2 separate regions of the Sus scrofa genome follow, and region 1 is linked to region 2. A link is a contact called in public HiChIP or PLAC-seq data. All regions are on one chromosome and are shown on one strand. Each heading gives the region's core, a stretch centred on a gene start, on an enhancer-like site or on the middle of the called end of the contact. The rest is flanking DNA. Distances are from core to core; before and after follow the strand shown. Region 1 has its middle 140 kb from the start of RUNX1. Region 2 has its middle 89 kb from the start of CLIC6.

Region 1 (4,830 bases), core at 267-2,766, 440 kb before region 2:
ACAGCAAAGTCAGCAACACCCTGGAGATCAAGGCTCTTGGAGAGGTTTGCTGACTGCAGATCTGAAAGGCCAAGCAGATGAGAGGCTGAAAGTGACCCTTTAACAGCAATTCTGGGTTTCCAGGCTGTGAGATGTGCTGAATAGGAGATGATGGTGGGAGGAGACCTGGGCACAAACGGCCCATGGCAGAGCGTCATCCCAGGTCTCCCTGTCTTGTGCTGGAGAGGTGAGGTGCCAGGGGTACTGCTGGGTGTGAAGCAACAAACCAGTGTGGCCCTCCCGTCAGAGGCTACGGTGGGGCAGGACGACAGACCCACACTAGGTCCCCAGGATGCTCTGGGAGCCCAAAGTGAGGACCAGCACTGCTCTCCCCTCAGGTTTTTTTAAAATCCCTGTTGATGGAGTTCCCATCGTGGCTCAGTCGTAACAAATCCAACTAGTATCCATGAGGACAAGGATTTGATCCCTGGCCTTTCTCAGTGGGTTAAGGATCTGGCATTGCCCTGAGCTGTGGGTGTCTTGGATCTGGCGTTGCTGTGGCTGTGGCATAGGCCAGAAGCTACAGCTCTGATTCGACCCTAGCCTGGGAACTTCCATATGCCGCAGGTGAGGCCCTAAAAAGACAAAAAAATAAAATCAAATCCAATCCCAGTTTACGCACTTGACTCTATTATTTCAGAAGATGTTACGGCAGGGGGTGCTTTATCTGCTCTTCGCTTTTTCAGGTACAGAACCACTCAGTGGGATGAATAATTGCAGTCACAGAGGAGAGAAAAAATATGTTCACATATTTAAGTGCACTGTGCTGCAGGTACCAACATCCACTACGAGGAACAGCAGAGGCATCCTTGGTGAATGTTTTCTGTTCCTTGTAAGGTTTCTAAGGGCCAGGACTCCCTTGGTCTTTTTGTCTCTGTATCACTGGAGCTTAACATTAAGACTAGAAGGAAGGAAGAGGTGGCAGGAGGGAGAGAAAACACATGGGGACCCAAGAACACGGTCATGCCTCTCTCTCCTTCCTCCAGTCAGTCTGAACACTGGACCACAGTCTCATGATCACCCTTCCCCACTTTCTTTCTTCCCACAGGTCTGGGACTGCCAAAGTCTCTGAACTGAGGCAGGCGATGCAGGGAGGGAAGATTATCTTGTCCCAGCAACTTAGATTATGTTTCCCGCGCACCTCTGTCCTCTTATGCATGCCAAGGTGGACGTGGGTTCAGCCCACGGTGGGGGGGGGGGGCCGGGCAGAGCCCTCCCCCCTGTCGAGCCCCGTCTCATCTCTGTCCCCAAGGCACATGGAAAGCCAGGTGTGTGTACGAATTCCAGCAAGGCCAGGGAAACAAGAATGAGAGCCACTGAGATGTTGAGATTAAAAATAGGATAAACAGGAACTGAAAAGTCTGGGTTTCTATTTCTTTTCTGGTTCACTTTGTTTTCACGTTTCCCCCAGTGAAGTGTTGTAGTTAGAATTTCTCCCAGTTGAGCAATCATTTTCAGCCTGGGATAAGAAAAGAAGGCTTCTCGGATGTGTCTATGTAAGAAATCCCCACCCCTCATGCTGAGAACATGTTCATTCTCAGTACCTATGAGAACAATTGAGAAGGAAAAGAAAAAGAGAGAGAGAATCAACTTTGGGCTTTGCCCAGAAAAGCTAATACAGTTCCCTTCACAGCCCTTGATGGTCTCAAATTGAAAATATCATAAATGTAAGAATAACGACAGCACATAAACAGCAAGCAAGCCGCTCAGGTTGGATTCTCACTCTTGTGGTCAGCCGTGTAATCTGAGGGCTGTGGAATGAACAGGCATTGCTGGCCTTACCGCCCTAGTGAGGACCAGGTCTCAACATCTGAGCACCACATCCTCCATACTGTCTGCCTGGAATCTTCTTTAGAATAACCAAGGGAAGAGGGTTGCAGGCCTTGTTGTGAGCGTGGGTCCCTGAGATGGACAGCAAGACCCTCATTCATCATGACTCTGCTTCCTAAAACTTTAATTCCAGGCATGTAAAGCTCTTTATAAATCAAAATGCCCCCAGATCTTCCACTAGCCTGCAGCGGTAGAGACAGTGGGAGGCGCCTGTGTTGTCTGCATGAGACGCCCACTCAGCCAGCTGCAGGCTATCTAAAGCAAACATCCCTGCCGTGGCCATTCGCCCAGACACGGCAGCCGATCTAGCCTCACTGGGCGGAGGAAAGGCAGCCCTGCTCTGAACAGCAAGGCCCCTGGATGGAGAGATGGATGGAGGGATGGATGGCGCCAACAGAGAGAGCTCAGGGCCTGTCTCCCTTTGCTGCCATCAAAGCAGAAGCTGCAAAATGACTGATACACAATATGGACCGTCTGACTGCTGGTCCATGTTTATTATATTCTTAGGAGCGGGGGCCCTTCTGGACTTCCTGTGATCAAAAACACTTGTTAATCGTTCTTATTTAAAGCCAGATCTCCCAACATACAATTTTGTTCCACATGGACTGAATTAAAAGCAGGAGATTGTTTTTGTCTCGAGAACTCAGCTAATGCCAAAACAAATGTGCATTAAAATACTAGACTTTTTTTCCTCCCTTTATCTCTTCCTTTATTTTCCCCTACAGGAGGCAGTGAAACATAGGAAAGAAAAATGAGGATGCTGGAACTTGAACCTCAGGGTGACTGGCAGAGAGTTTGGATTCTGTCTGAGGGGAAGTGTTAGGTCACAACAAGATTCATTAAATTGTCATGTTGCTTTTATTTTACCCTCCCTCTGGTTTTCAGGGTGTAGCTTTACAGTGTGTGTCAATGGCTGGGAAGGGCCTCTCCACAATGGCTATTTTCTTGCTTAAATTAAATGTTTTTGATGTATTTCCTCTAGATTTCCCAGTTCTTGCAGGAAAAAAATTCATTATGTGTTTTTGATAAAATAGGACCTCAGAAAAGCACAGGCATCTTGTAGGGCTGCCAGATAAAATAGGGGTTATTCGGTTAAAAGTTAAATTTCTGATAAACATCAGGCTTTTTTTTTTTTTTTTTTTTTTTAATGTTCAGGTGAGCCATGAATAATGAAATGCTGCATGGGATGTAGGTATGCTAAAATGTCATCCATGTTGACCTGAAATTCAAATGTAATTGGGTGTCCTATATTGTTACTTGTTAAGTTTGGCAGCATGGGACAAGCCAGCTCATTCAACCATAGGATCCCTGAGCATTTAGAGAGTTGAACACATTCTAGATAGTAATGATTCTGGTCCCTGGAACCACTGCCTCATTTCCATATTGCTGTTCATTTCATACCATGTACCTAGAAATGGTTGAGTCAACTAATCGGCTATTGACAGCATGTAATCAGGCCATGTGAGCCCATCATTGGCAAGCCCCAGTGAGAATGTGGAGACTAAGCCAACATAGTTCCTAACAAGCTCAAGCCCTTTAGATTTGACTGGGGCCGGGGCGGGGGGGAGAAAAAAAGAAAATTTTACCACAAGTGGAAAAGGCACTGGGTAATTAGCTAGAAAAGTCTTGAGCGCAGAGGAAAGTGGCGATGTTTCTGTGTTTGAAGCTGAGTCAAGGTCAGGAGTGCCTGCTCTGTGCAGGGTAGTTTCAGTAGAAGATGTTTTCCCTAATTAGTTCCAAATTCGCAATTTTCTGGAAGACTGAAGAGTGTGTAGGTAGTCTAGGACTTGTGATCTTCCTTTCAAAACTCAAGTGCCAAAGTCAACGGACCGCGCTCTGAATTTGAAAACATTCCCAGGTTCGGCACACGTGGTCTAAAATTAAACTTAATTATCATCACTTCATGATGCCCTGTTGGAGGAAGATCTGTGAGTCAACAGGAGGCGTCCAGCACAACCTCTGCTCATCATCTACAAGGTGGCCCAGCCAAGAACAACTAGTGACGCCATTGCCCATGTGTGGACTGGGACGCTGTGTGTATGATCCCAGAGCCTCACTTTGGACATATATTTTCTTAAACCTCAAAAACAACAGAATGATTTTCTAGACTTACTGTTGGATGCACCTTTTTGTATTTTAAAAATGCCCTCACCATGCTAGCATGGACTCGGCTGCTTGTTCACTCCACAAACCTCCTGGGAAACTCTGAGAAATGCTTAATTTAGAAGCAGTTCGGCCTGTGAGTCATGCAACTTTTTGCTTGTGTTTTTCTTCTTCAGTTCTCCTGCTCCCATAAACATTTATACGAAGACAGGATATTTTACTGGTGTTTCAAAAGCCCATCTGCCGCAGCTGCTTATTCCCCACCTGAAGTCATCAGCTTTCATGAAAAGAAAATATCTGGTTTTCTTCCAAATGCTGATAAAGACAAAAAAAGAAAAATAATAATGACCCTTGAGCAGAATTACCTCTTCACGCAGCATTTCCCAGTGTCCTCCATAAATCAGTAGTGCTTTTTTAACACTGCAATCAGCCCTGTGGTCAGAGGTACAGTTTGATTAGGTAGATAGTATTCTAAGGCAAAGAAATCACCAAAGACTGTGTCCCCCTCATGAGGCAGTGGAAGAATTATTCCCTCTTTTTTTTTGGGGGGGAGGAGATTGGGGAGAGTGGCAGACAGTGTGAAAAGCAGATTTATTTCCTCATCATATTTTTCCTTTTAAGTTCTTCAGATGTTTCATTTCAGCTTGAAAGTAGCCACTTGCTGAAAGTAACACATTCTCCAGGTCTAAGAATTCTGTTATGATTTAGTTTATTCCTTCTTGGCTCCAGGGTGGGTTTAAAGGTTTTTAGATATTTGATTAAAAGACAAATTTAATTTGCAATCTAAAATATTGCTTCCTTTGTGCCAGCTTCAATTCTTTTTCAACTGCAGTTTTCCCAATATTTCCTCACTTTAAA
Region 2 (4,983 bases), core at 1,096-3,595:
TGAATGGTGGGATCACGAGCAATGTTAATTTGTTCTCCATATTTTTCTCTGTTTTTTAAACTTCTATGAACAGAAAACTTGATAACCACAGACATGGAGAACAGACTTGTGGTTGCCAAGGGGGAGAGGGGAGAGAGTGGGATGGATGGGGAGTTTGGGGTTAGCAGATGCAAATTACATTTAGAATGGATAAGCAAGGAGTTCCTGTCTTGGCACAGTGGCTAACGAATCCAACTAAGAACCATGAGATAGCAGGTTCGATCCCTGGCCTTGCTCAGTGGGTTAAGGAACTGGCGTTGCCGTGAGCTGTGGTGTAGGTCGCAGAGGAGGCTCGGATCCTGTGTTGCTGTGGCTCTGGCGTGGGCCAGTGGATACAGCTCCGATTAGACTCCTAGCCTGGGAACCTCCATATGCTGTGGGAAGCGGCCCTAGAAAAGGCAAGACAAAAAAAAAAAAAAAAGAATGGATAAGCAATGAGGTCCTACTGTATAGCACAGGGAACTGTGTCCAGTCTCTTGGGATAGAACATGATGGGGGATGATATGAGAAAAAGAATGTATGTATATATATGTGTGTGTGTATACACATATATATACACATATATATATATATATATATATATATATCTGGGTCACTTTGCTGTACAGTAGAAACTGGCAAAACATCGTAAATAAACTATAATTTAAAAAATACAAAAAAAGACCCTGAAAAAAAATTTAAAAAAGAAACATGATAGCCCTTAAAGAAACTATGCTATCTTGTAGGAAATATGTAAAGAGTTAAATGAAGAAAGTTCTAGAGCTCAGGGCTCTCTCCTGCTGAGTTCAGCATTCAGTATTAAAAAAAAAAAAAAAAAAAAAGACCTCCCCCTTACTCCCCAAAGGGTTTCATACAAAATAATGCATGAAAGTATATGATATGAAATACACAACCTGGAAAAGCTCCTCAGGTCGAGCGTGCACGCTTACACACACACATACACACACACTCACACTGACCCTCTAGCCACACCCCATTGATCTTAGAAGACCCAGGCTCTTGGGAGTTGGTGGTTGGACCAGCAAACCTAGACACCAGGAGTTGACGCCTGTGGTGTCAAGGGCATCTCTCGGTAAGAGGGACAGCTGAGCGAGGAAGGGGCAACTTAACCAACACCCCCTCTGAACCGTGAAACCCCAGTCTCCCTCCAGAGCATCCCCAGTTTTCAATTCACTTTGATTAAATCGATAAGCCAGAATCCACTTCTGTGGTTTGTAACCAAAAGGACTTCACCAACCACAGCTATCTTGATGAATCTGCCCCTTGCCTGTCTCCGCTCCGTCCACCGGCGCATCCACGTGCCTGCGTGGAAGACAACCTAAGCAGACCTGTGCCGGGTGCTTTCAAACGAAGCAGGTCAAGGTTTTGCTCCTGAGGCTGTAATAATCCAGCCACAGAAACTGTGCTCAGGCCCTCAAAACATCAGGTAACGCAAAATCGGGCGAGGCCCTGGGCTGCAGTGAAAAGACACCTGTGCTGGGGAAGAAAACACGCTCGCCCAGCGCAGGAAAAGACCCCGCCCTGGAGCGCGGGCTTCTTTTCTCTCCAGCCCTCGGTAGTGAATCTGGACTTTGTAGTTTCCTAAGTGATTTCTCTTGCCTTTCAGTCCAGATGCAAAGGAGAAGTATTTACAACATCTGCAAGAATGACTAGGAGCTGCAGGGTGTGTCAATAGCCCCGCTTGATAAGGATTAATTTTAAATTCTGTACCCAAGAAGGCTCCAATCTGAGGTGCGGGTCCCAATTCGGGGATGGTTGCATTTCGGATTTTGCCTTCCCAACCACAACCAGGTTTCCATCTAATCCGAAGACAGGCGGGTGGGAGGGCGGACTGGAGGAAGGAGGGCTTTCAAGGAAGACGCTCTGCTCCGGGTCCTCACTTCCTGCCCGCAACTCTTTTCTTTCTGTGGCTCCAGGATCCTGCTGGCCGCTTTTCCCACGCACGTCCTCAACTTCACGCAGCCTTTCAGAGACTCCCGCGAGATAACGTCGGATGTGAAAGTTGTTTGTAAACGAAGCATCGGCTTAATGTTTCCATTATTGCCTGTGTCTTTATCCCACGTGTGCAGGCGACTCCCTCCTCTTCCTCCCACTCTCCCTGTCCCCTTCCCCGGGATGAGGGAATTCAGGCCAAGCTGGCCTGGTGCCCGGAGGTGCCAGTCAATTATGGGGCTGAGACTCTATGCCCCAGGCAGGGCCACAAAGCCACCAGGCTCCCCCGTTTCAGTTGGTCTCAGCCCAGCAGAGTCATTCATGAGCCAGCATCCCCTGCTGCTTCTCAGCCACCACTGGGAGCCTGTGACTCGGTCAGGGCACGGTGACAGAGACACACGCTAAGTGCGACCAAGCCCTCTGCTGGGACGCTGTGGTCGGCTTAGTGTGACTTGAGCTCAAGGAAGTGGTTTCAGGAGATAACACTCCCTTGACCCACAGGGGCGGGATGGGTTATCCCTATCGCCCGAGAAGGTCACCAAAATGAACCTGGTAACTTGAAAGCGAGACTCAGAAGGGCCCCGAGAAAGAGCTCCCCGGACTGGAGACAGCAGAACTCGCCACTTTTCATCTTCAAAGCCCAGAACCTCAATTAAGTAATTAATAGGTCTGGTCATGTTCGCAGCTCTCTGAAAATGAGACTGGGGGAGCTCTGGCTTTCCTTCCAGGGGATGTGCTTTCCTGGCGAGCCCAGAGAACTGCCTAAGAAGGCGATCAGTAACCCAGTAACCATCCTTGCTCTTCACCCCTCGCTCCGCACCCCGCAGGGAGGCAAGTTCCAAATCCGCTCTGAGGGTTCAGGGGCTGCCCCAGCCGGGAAATGCGACCAGACGTTGTACTTTGCTGCCCTCTTGAGGATGCTCTGAGGATAGCGGGCATCCAGTAATAGGAAGAAACCGGCTTTTTTTTACCCCTTGGAAGAGCGTCTGGTATGATCAAGACTTCTTCAAAATAGGAAAATACTAACCTAGAGTATAATAAATCCTCTCTTTTAAAAAAATTCAAAACCTAGAGGACTGTGTTGATACTGAGTTAAGAGTTCCAAGGGCCAATACCTTCCCAAAGAAACGAGAAGTTTCTTGAATTAATGGATGAGAACCAATCTTCAACATCAGAGGGCTAAAGGAAGGTAATTGCCCTCGATATTTATTTTCAATTTGGAAGATCCAAAGCAAGAAGACTTTGAAGCAGTCAAGAACTGATTAGAATTCTAGGCTTGGTGCCAAGGGGATAAATTGTCTGGTGACTTTTTGCAGAGTTATTGACTCCCTTTGCATCTGAGGCCCAGAGCCCAGCAGGGTATAAAAGCTTCAAAAAGCGCTCAGAAAAGGGCGTCATGCCCAGCACTGACAAGATGCAGAGTGCCAGGTCTGCGGGACTGTCCCCCATCATAACCCAGTCACCCCAGGGGGCTGCTGGCAGCTCAGTCCGCTCGAAGACCCATGACTGGCTTCGCCCATGAGGAGTTGCCATCTCTGCATATTTTGAAGGCTGTCTGGTCTCTCGTGGTTTACGGCTCTGGGCTGGTATGTCTGGGGATTTCTTGCTCTAGATAACATGTTTTAAATAAGTAAAAAAGCTCCAACACACACACACGTACACGCACACGAAATGTGTGTCCCCAAGCTGAACTCTCTTCAATTAACTTGTATGTATGTATGTATTTTTGCTTTTTTAGGGCTGCACCTGTGGCACATGGAAGTTCCCAGGCTAGGGGTCGAATCAGAGCCAGACACAGATCCCAGCCACATCTGCAACCAATACCACAACTTGCAGCAACACCGGATCCTTAACCCACTGAGTGAGGCCAGGGATTGAGCCCACATCCTCCTGGATACTAGTTGGGTTTGTAACACACCCCCCCCCCGCCGCAGTGGGTCTTGACTGCTCCTTTGTGACCATCTCTGAGCTTCCCTGGCCATAAACTCCTTCTCCAGCCCCACCTCACCTTCCTGAGCTCTGGGGGACGCAGAGGAGAGGAGCCCCAGCCAGCCAGTCCCGCCCCAGTCACCGTCCCCACTGACCCCCACCTCGAGGTCCCTTCCACTGGCAGCGATTCAGTCAGCTGGACCAGTGTGCCCATTCTCAGCTGCTCTCCGACTGTTGCAAAGTGTGCTGACTGGGACCCACCCCTCCACGCCCTAGGGAACCACTGCAGGCCATTCCCAGCCCACTCCCTGTGACACCAGACCAGACTGAATGTTGAAAATTATGAGAATCTACAAATTGAATGGGGAGTTTCTATTGTGGCTCAGTAGGTTATGAACCCCACTAGTATCCGCAAGGATGCGGGCTTGATCCCTGGCCTTGCTCAGTGGGTTAAGGATCTGGCATTGCCACAAGCTATGGTGTAGGTTGCAGATGCAGCTGGGGCCTGGCACTGTTGTGGCTGTAGTGTAGGCTGGCAGCTGCAGCTCTGATTCGACCCCTAGCCTGGGAGCTTCCATAGACCACAGATGAGGCCCTGAAAAGAAAGAAAGAAAGAAAGAAAGAAAGAAAGAAAGAAAGAAAGAAAGAAAGAAAGAAAGAAAGAAAGAAACATTGGAAGGAAAGAGCAATCCAGGTTGCCTCACAATGGAGCAACAGCCACTAGAGCTGGGTGTCACCCTGACTTTGAATGGCCGAGGGGCTACAGGTCAAAAAAAGGCAGTTCCCGGCATGGCCAATGACTCTGTCCAAGAATAGGCCTTTCCAACAGATGCCCAGCGTGACCCAAAAGCTCTCCTGAAAAGTCCAGTCTTACGACAACAGAGCTGCCCGTCACCGAGCAGATTGCCCAAAACCACGGGGGGCTGGGAGGGGGTGTGTGTGTGTTTGTGTGGAAATCCAGTAACTCAACCCCAGTGACCCCACCCTGTCTGCCGTTACTCGGAGCTGGCTGGCCAAGGTCCAGGGAGCAGACCCAGTCAGACTAACGTCTATCCAAATTTAATTCTCAATTGAAAATGGAAA

The links. HiChIP or PLAC-seq counts read pairs in DNA pulled down with a chosen protein or histone mark.
Region 1: a contact with region 2 is called in an H3K27ac HiChIP or PLAC-seq map of alveolar macrophages. The contact joins two enhancer-like sites. A contact is called at or near these places in 1 of 47 Hi-C or Micro-C datasets (embryonic fibroblasts) and 2 of 2 datasets of contacts at active chromatin or transcription factors (alveolar macrophages and skeletal muscle).

Annotation. Positions count from the first base shown.
Region 1 is chr13:198,774,312-198,779,141 of Sscrofa11.1, reverse strand. No RefSeq gene overlaps it. Among named protein-coding and RNA genes, the nearest start is that of RUNX1, 140 kb to the right of the region's middle. Within about 2 kb of position 1,516, at least 22 of the 83 cell types and tissues checked have an H3K27ac peak or open chromatin away from gene starts, as enhancers often do. A contact at or near this core is called in alveolar macrophages, where this site is marked.
Region 2 is chr13:198,337,058-198,342,040 of Sscrofa11.1, reverse strand. No RefSeq gene overlaps it. Among named protein-coding and RNA genes, the nearest start is that of CLIC6, 89 kb to the right of the region's middle. Within about 2 kb of position 2,345, at least 20 of the 83 cell types and tissues checked have an H3K27ac peak or open chromatin away from gene starts, as enhancers often do. A contact at or near this core is called in alveolar macrophages, where this site is marked.